Regions from separate parts of the Mus musculus genome. Here all the other regions are linked to region 3. A link is a contact called in public HiChIP or PLAC-seq and promoter capture Hi-C data. All regions are on one chromosome and are shown on one strand. The core of a region is the stretch at or near the end of the contact, and the rest is flanking DNA. Distances in the headings are between cores, read along the strand shown.

What was found. Promoter capture Hi-C pulls out the DNA fragments that hold promoters and counts their contacts. HiChIP or PLAC-seq counts read pairs in DNA pulled down with a chosen protein or histone mark.
Region 1: a contact with region 3 is called in an H3K4me3 HiChIP or PLAC-seq map of embryonic limb bud, with 4 times the contacts expected there. The contact joins the enhancer-like site here to the promoter of Naa16 in region 3. A contact is called at or near these places in 8 of 39 promoter capture datasets (3T3-L1-derived adipocytes, the HPC-7 cell line, cranial neural crest and 5 more), 3 of 484 Hi-C or Micro-C datasets (Th1 cells, cortical neurons and granulocytes), 4 of 115 datasets of contacts at active chromatin or transcription factors (embryonic forebrain, embryonic limb bud, large pre-B cells and 1 more) and 2 of 9 other capture datasets (adipose tissue and pancreatic islet).
Region 2: a promoter capture Hi-C map of the C10 cell line shows a contact between it and region 3, with 2.2 times the contacts expected there. The contact joins the enhancer-like site here to the promoter of Naa16 in region 3. A contact is called at or near these places in 2 of 39 promoter capture datasets (the C10 cell line and cranial neural crest) and 1 of 9 other capture datasets (pancreatic islet).

What each region holds. Positions count from the first base shown.
Region 1 is chr14:79,140,455-79,143,154 of GRCm38.p6, reverse strand. The region is part of intron 37 of Vwa8 (von Willebrand factor A domain containing 8); the gene reads right to left. Among named protein-coding and RNA genes, the nearest start is that of Gm30970, 6.6 kb to the right of the region's middle. Within about 2 kb of position 1,359, at least 72 of the 459 cell types and tissues checked have an H3K27ac peak or open chromatin away from gene starts, as enhancers often do. A contact at or near this core is called in Th1 cells, adipose tissue and embryonic limb bud, where this site is marked.
Region 2 is chr14:79,159,425-79,162,145 of GRCm38.p6, reverse strand. Vwa8 (von Willebrand factor A domain containing 8) reads right to left here. Exons shown (of 45, transcript NM_027906.1): 39 at 2,025-2,181. Among named protein-coding and RNA genes, the nearest start is that of Gm30970, 26 kb to the right of the region's middle. Within about 2 kb of position 1,420, at least 7 of the 459 cell types and tissues checked have an H3K27ac peak or open chromatin away from gene starts, as enhancers often do.
Region 3 is chr14:79,389,253-79,391,952 of GRCm38.p6, reverse strand. Naa16 (N(alpha)-acetyltransferase 16, NatA auxiliary subunit) reads left to right here and starts at 1,285. Exons shown (of 20, transcript NM_025832.2): 1 at 1,285-1,391. The coding sequence starts at 1,338.

The sequences.
Region 1 (2,700 bases), core at 110-2,609, 250 kb after region 3:
GGAAATGAAGCTGAAAGGAAATAAAACTGTAATTCATGTAATGTATGTTAAATAGCCCAAAGAGTTGTTTCTGAGCTTTGAAACCTGGGGCTGAGAACATAGCAGAACAGACCAGGACATGCCCGGGCAAGCCCATCGCCTCCCTAGCTCCCACCCCTCTGACCTAAGTTAAATGTTACAGGCTGCTGATGTTTAAATGGACCAATCATGTGAAACCGCGCCAATTCCTCCCCCAGCCCCACTCCTTTTCTATAAAAACCCCTAGCTTCCAAGCCTCGTGGTCGAATCCACTGTCTCCTGTTATGTGAGATACGTTTCGACCCGGAGCTCCGCCATTAAAAAACCTCTTGTTGTTACATCAAGGTGTTGTGTTCTATTCGTGATTCTTGGGTGCACGCAGAATCGGGAGCTGAGTGGGGGTTTCCCCACTGAGTTCTTTCAAAGCCATGGTTAGGAACTGAGACCATCCCTACAACTTATGTACTGGCTATGAGTCCGACATAGAACCTTAAGGATGTGCAGCCCAACGAGACCTGGTTCTGTGGAGTTTCTGCCAGGAGCAGGAGGGACCTGCACTCAGTAACTAGAACAGACAGTGGGGAAGAGTGCCAGGCCAGGGCCAGCAGGATATACAGCAGGAGGTGGAGCCAAATGGCAAGAGGTCAGGCCTAGAAGAGGCGCTAGAGAAGGCTATTTTGAATGAAGAGAGCCAGAAAGAGTGGGCAGACAATGAGTTGAAGAGGGGCTTGCAGCTGACTGTGTACATGAGAGTCCTTTGCCTGGGTTCATACAGACCCGCTGTAGCAACCAAACCTGCACACTAGAAACTCAGAGAGGTTCACCAAGAGGCGATGCCGCATCCTAACATTCACCCACAGAGCCAAACAACTCTACCCAGTCCTCGGATACAAATACCATTTGTGTAATTTAGCTACAGTTACTTCAAAGTCGCCAAAAAGTATCTACACACTAGCAGCCTTAGCAACCAGGCGGCCCCAAGTTCAGTACTGTTTTGCTACTCACAAGATTTAAACTCTCGGAGCCTATTATTTTTCAATCTCACCCCTTAGCCATTGCACAACATGTTAAAAAAAATGTCATTTTCAGATTGAAACTCTTTTCTATCTACGTGAGGGTGACTCATTACCATCCAAATATGAGATACATTAACAATATGAATAAGACAGGAAAGAGAGAACTCATTTGAGTTTTCCTTTAAGTGCTCATTTTGTAAATTCCCACAATTGCTATGACTTATTATATTTATGCATGTATTTTCTAACAGCCTGAAACCATGAAGATGAGTAAGCTACCTTGAAAGAGTAGAGGAGCGTGGCCCAGGGGGAAGTGTGGCAGGAAGGAGCCCAGAAAGAAGTGGACAAGACAGGCAGAGGAGAGGTGGGCGGTAGAGAGCTCAGAGTGTGGGATTGGGTGCAGCACAGGGCCAGAAGAAGAGAAACTCAAGCCCACTGAATCCAGCTCACGGAGGCTGGGATAAAGTCATCAGGGGAGGCAAGAGGATGGAGGTCTGGAAGTAGAACCAAGGCAGGCAGATCAGGACTTAGTTTTTAATAAGGCCAGGACATCGGATGCCCTGGAACTGGACTTACAGATGGTTGTGAGCTGCCATGCGGGTGCTGGGAGCTGAGCTTCTGCACGATCAGCCAGTGTTCTTCTTCATCACGGAGCCATCTCTCCATCCTCATTAGTAAGCATTCTTAGCCAGCCTCGTAGATAATGATTTTAAGAGGTTTTGAAGGAACAGGCAAGGAACTATGTCGTGTGTGTGTGTGTGTGTGTGTGTGTGTGTGTGTGTGTGTGTGTGGTGGGGCTTTGGGTCTCAGAGACATGCAGACATTATAGAACTCCTCAGAGAGACTGGGCTTAAAAGACATTTTCAATCTCAAAAGAATTTCCGACAATCTCCGTATGTTCCTTTGACTGGAGGGTTTGTAGCCCATGGCTGTCTGTTTAGAGGTAAAGATAGCTTGCTGGCTGTGAGAGGGATCAGGTGAGGTCAGAGCAGCAAAGTCTGCATTCTGGATGAATTCCAAGTATGTGGATTGGAGAAGAGCCACCATGTGACTGGCCTTCCAAAAGTGAGCCTGGCTTCCATACAGCACCTGCTTTTGCTTCTCAGCAGTCTCCCAGCAGGCTGTCCCCACTGCCTGTGACAAGAGTCCCATCCATCCAGGGTGCTTTATCCATGGCAAACCTGTCCCTGCTGGTGTGTGTGTGCAGGGTTGAAACCATGCCCACGACCCACAGGTGAGGTATACATTGTTGTAACTTTCCACGGAACACAACCTTTGGGATGGTTGTTTAAAGGACGGAGGCTTTCCAGACCCTGAGGAAGGCTGGCCTATGGTGAGGTATCTCCTTGAGAACAAAGACTCTCAGATCCTGACCAATGGGTGGGTCATCTCTGGAGTGCTGTGCTCTTTGTGTGGACTGTGTGCACAGCCATTCTGTTTTAGGGAGCCCAGTGGGGAAAATTCAAGGAAAGGAAAGGACACCCCTCCCATGCGCCTATTCTTCTTAGACAACAAAAGACAGATAATTATCTAACGCGTTTCTCAACATGAACAAAACAGAGAAGTGACCTTTCTGTCTGTGCCTGTTGACGGCAGTGACCCCAGCCGCAGCAGCCAGGGGACAGTCACCGGAGCAGGAGCTCAGCTGTAGCTCCCCGCCCGGCCT
Region 2 (2,721 bases), core at 171-2,670, 230 kb after region 3:
CCGATAGACAGCGTCAATTGATCAGTTCTTGAGGTGCAGGGCTAATATCTGTTTTAAATCAATGCTAACTGAATGCTGTGAATGACGTGGGGAGGTCCTTTGTACCAGGGAAGACTTCTAACTAATGGTGAGGACTGCTTAGTCAGTCCATCGTAGGACAGGAACCAACAGGTGAAAGCCGGCTCCTGCACGCACGTGTGTTGCTCATTCTCTGTGTGTGTTTGCCCCACTCCAGGCTCTGTCCTCGTGCAGCTTACAGAGGAGGGGAGAAGCCATCCCTCCCACAAGTGATAAGATGGGAGAGAGTGGTCGGTGTTAGAGACAAGATACAGGATGCTGTGAAAGCATCTGGACCTGACCTCACTGTGCACATGACTCATTCTGAAATCAAGACGAGAATAAAGAATTATTACCATAGAAATGGATGTGTGTATCGGTGGGCTTGTGGAATTTCTGTCTTATTTAGTTGTGGGTAGAGAGACGGTCTGCAAGATTTATGACAAGATGAGATAATATCTTGGATTAGCTCTAAACAATCCAAAGAGGAGAATGGGATGGGGCAGGGTCTGCAGGGTTCATCATGTGCTTCTCTTTACTTACAGCTGGGCTTGAAAAGGTCCAGAAGAAAAAGTTAAAAGATGCACTTTTGGCAGTGCTGAGTAGACACTTGTCCGGTGGGTCGCAAGCCCACTTCTAAGGTAGTGTTTGTTCTTGCTTTGCTGTGCAGTCTTTCCCAGGGTCTCTGTGTGCTTCATCTCTTTCGTCTCACACCCTGCCTGCTTTCTTCCCTTCACTACCTCATAGGCAGGTACATTCAGCTGTCTTAGGATCACAGGTGGCCCTTGGCCCCTCTCCCTGGAGGTTCTTCATAGTGTCCCGATAGGTTTTGTTCTGGTGGCAGTCAGAGAGGAGCAATCTTAGCTTACTCATGGCTAAGTGCCACTGTGAAAGCTTCCTGCCTCTCATGACCGCTCATGTGCTAGGGCACTCTGTATGACCAAGTAAGCAGAATCAGACTGGATAATCACTTGCGAGGGCTGGGGCGTGGCAGTAACAGCCCTTTACTAATTGAAGAGGAGAATGACGCATGCCTAATTTCTATTTTTTTCTCAAAGGAAGTTTTATTTTTCATATGAGATGTTGAGTAATTTTAATTCTAATAAGACTTGTCGTTATGACGTGACTTTCCTCCACGTCTTTTGAGAAATGCATACTTTGATCCCTAAAAAGTTTTCTAGTCTCACAACCTCTGGGGGCGGGGGGAAGGGGACTCCCCATTTCCACGGATGCAGCGTGGCACAGGGAGGGCAGAACAGCTGCCCGAGGCTCCAGGGAAGTCAGTGATGAGGCTGAGGGCAACACAGCCCCGACACCTGAAGTTTACCTGCTGCAGTACCACAGGGGTGAGAGGCTTGCGGGCTTTCCTGAGGGCGTGGCGGCTGGACCTGCATTTTTGTCTCTCTTGTTCTCTGCTGTTTACTTGTAGGATGTGAAAGCACGGCATGTGAGAACATTCCAGATGTTCTACGTGGGAGGAATTTCATAACTCACATACTCTTCACCATGTTTTTGTCGGGCTGCCCCAGCTCCTTCCACTGAGCACAGAAATGGAAATCTGCTCTCTGTCCCTCCTCAGTGTGAAAGGGTGCTCCCTGCTGCTTTGAGATTTTTCACTTTTTGCTGAAGGGCACGTGTGAACTTCTAGTAAAATACCCTGTGGAGTCTTCCTTTCTAGTGGGGGGCCAATCAGTAGCCCAAGGCAGCCATGGCATATGCGTCTGAAACCTGAAGGCGCACTTGACTTGAATTTCTAGGCTCTTTTCTTATCTCCAAACCCTAAATGAGGACAGGCCTGTTAGCCCAGAGATCTTTGCCTTTCTTAGTATCATCCTAGGACATAGTCCTTGTGACTCTAGCTTTGAGTGAGTGTGTATGTGAGTGTGAGTGTGTGTGTGTGTGTGTGTGTGTGTGTGTGTGTGTATACTACTCACCTGCACTGTTCTAGATGCACAAGGCACACTCACCTCTGCTGAAATGCTTTCTGGGCCATCTCTCTTGCAGCTCTCTTGACATCCTCAGGAACTGCATCTTTCTCCACCTCAGAGACTTGATACACTGGGTGGCCTGCATCCAAGCGATAAGGACCTCCTTTGCCACCAAGACCTGCGGTGTCTCTTCCCCCTGGAAAGAAATCAAGGGGACACAGTTGTTATGTCTAGAACCTGGCCACAAACCAAAAGTCAGATCATGGCTCTAAGACAGTCCTGTGAGAATATTAACTGAATGGTGGTTAAAGCCTCACACCACCTTTGCCCAAACTCTAAGATGCCCCTGCGTAGGATAACTTTTTTTTTTATTTCATCCATCCTGATCTGCATATACGTTAAGGTTCCGTCCACACTCAACCTGAACAATTCACCGGATGTCTCTGCTTTGTAGGGAGGGGGTCGGTGATTTTGTGCACTGTCTGCAGCCCGGTAAGTTTTCCTTAACGGTATGATGGCTAGATGTCCTTGTTCTTCTGCCCTAGATGAGTGGCCCTGTGACAGCGACTGTAAGTATTACATAGCCACTGGTTAAAAGGGGCAACTCTCCTTCTAGTTATCCACTTTCCCTAAAATACCAACATATAGATAAAATGTCTATTGTTATGAAAATGATTCACAGAGAGACTGAATGACATCTCTGTGGCCTTGCATCACTTGCTCAGCCAGGAGCTGA
Region 3 (2,700 bases), core at 36-2,535:
GGAGGCAGAGGTAGGCAGATTTCTGAGTTTGAGGTTAGCCTGGTCTACAGAGTGAGTTCCAGGACAGCGAAGGGTACACAGAGAAACCCTGTCTCTGAAAAACAAAACAAGCAAAAGGGTTCTGGAGAATGAACTTTATAGGATGTGCCATTTCCCGATTCCTGTAGCTTCTTCCGTCCCCTTAAAAAAAAAAAAAAAAAAAAGGCTCTCACTACATAGCCTAGCCTGGCTTTGAACTTGTAATCCTCTTGCCCTTGATTTTCCAGTACTATTACTACAGGCACGTGCAGAAATTAGGATTCAGAATTTATATGTTTATATACATATGTTTACACACACCTTTTAATACTACACCAACATCTGGTATGTGATCCTTCTTGTCACAGATGTCTATCTGTATGTTCTTGCGTGTTGTTAGTATGTTTCATTTTTTTGGAGAAGTCATCCCTGAAACATTCTAGGATTGTATCCTGTTTTTCCCATTATTGGGTAGTCTATGTGGTGAAAGAGGCAGTAGACTCGAGGATCAGTAGATCTGTAAAAATTCTGCAATTATTACTGAAAATGTTGGGTTCCCTCGCGGCTGAGACTTTTTTTTTTTTTTCTCCTTCCTATCCTTTGCCTAAAGGGGCTGTCTCGCCAGTTCCATCATTTCAAGGTCTGATCACTACTTTCATATGCAATGAAAAGATAAGGCTTCTTTTTTTGTTGTTGTTTTTTGTTTTTCGAAACAGGGTTTCTCTGTATAGCCCTGACTGTCCTGGAACTCACTCTGTAGACCAGGCTGGCCTCGAACTCAGAACTAGTGCTGGGATTAAAGGCGATTAAAGGCGTGCGCCACCACCGCCCGGTTTAAGGCTTCTTTTTAAGAGTCCTTTTAAAAACAGCAAGAAAAGGAAGGACAAATGGATTCTAAACCAAGAGTGTTCGTGGTATTAAGCAGGGTTTCCACTGCACAAAAGAATAAAAGTTAACTCGGAAAACAGTTTTACATCATCTAGGACAGAAGCCTAATAACCAGCGTGAGACGAACAGTCCAGAGATTAGGGCGAGTAAATGACTAGGCGCTTAAGACGTGACAGGAGCCACAGCCCTGCACCGACCCGGAGACCTCCCGGGTGAGAAGAGTCTAGTCTTTCTCTTGGCCGCGAGACTGCGCATGCGCACCCCGCGGGGGGGCGGGGCGAGCCCTGGTCGCCATCTTGGCGCGCGCGGGCTTCCCTCCCGGGCCGCCCACTGGAGTGCGCTGTGTTCCGCTTCCCGTGGCATCCCGCCGAGGTAACCCGCGGCCCGGGTCCTGGCTGGTCGCTCGAGCAGGCCTCCCCATCGCCGCCACGATGCCCTGCGTGCAGCTGCCCGCCAAGGAGAGCGCCCTCTTCAAGCGCGTGCTGGTGAGCGGTGGCCCGCCCGACCCCTGCGCGCTTTCTTTCCCACCGAGCCGGGCTCTCCTCCGGCCGCTTCTCCTTCCGTTCCCCCGCGGCGCTCCCTCCCTGACTCTGGAGCTCCCCACTGCGGGAGCTTTCCAGAAAGTTCCCCGGCCGAGTCGCCGGAACCCCGGCGCCGGGCTCAGCGGGTCCCTGCAGTCCTCCCCTCGGAGTAGTCCGAGCTGCTTCGGGTCCAGGCTGGGCCAAGCACCGCTGCTTGCGGGGTACGGGAACATGGAGCCCGCGATCCTCGGGAGCCCATGCCTCTGTGCGGGAGAGTTTGCATGTTTGTGCGGGCCCGGTTTTGGAAGTGATTTGCCAGAAACTTGCTTCTAACTCGTCCTCGTGATGAAAGCTGCGGAGAAGGGCTTTGTGCTTGAGACCCTTTACGTGGCTTTGAAGCCTGAATAAGAATAGTAATAATGATGATTAATAACAAGTTGCCTTGGTCATGTTAGACCCATGCCCAGCTAAACGAGGTTCGGTTTTACGTTTTTAAAGTTTACTTAAGACATGCTCACTCTGTAGCCCTGGCTGGCCTGGATCTCTCTATGCAGACAAAGCTAGCCTAGATTTTAGAGCTGCTTTTTTTTTTTTTGCCTCTCGAGTGCTGGGATTCAAGGCATTTGCCACTGTGCCCAGACAAGAAGTTTTCTCTGGGGAGTGTGCCAGCATATCTGCCACCTTGGCACCTTGACCAGGTTATATCCTTTCAGGGAGGAGAGAGGTGACACGCTTCTTCTCTGTATGTTGCGGGGCTCTTAAAGATTTAGAAAAGAAAATGAGTTAATAGCGGTATGTTCTAAGCTGCCCTTTTAATTTGAGAATGTGCTACTTGCTGGGCAAGCTTTTAGATTTCAGGGTGAATTTGTATTGAGAGCACGTGGCTGAATAGCGTTAGCTGTTGAGTAAGGAAACACTGATCTTAATACTTTGTTGCCATCACCTGACAAAATGTTACACTTAGTACTGGCTCAAGCCAACAGAAGCTTGACATGTAGCATTGAGAATGTTAACAATGATACAAGTGGACTAGGGGACTACTTTTTTTCTTTTTTTTTTTTCTTTTTTTTTCTTTTTCTTTCTTTCTTTTTTTTTTTTTTTTTTTGAGATGGCCATATATTTCAGGTTGGCCAAAAATAACCTTGAACTCATCTGCTTTTGCCTGGAGGGTGATGGGATTACAGTTCTGGATACCACATCTAGCCTTGGGATGATAATGTTTCAAATCTCAGTTTGGTACAGTTAGTAGAGAAGCGTGTGTGGCAAATAAATG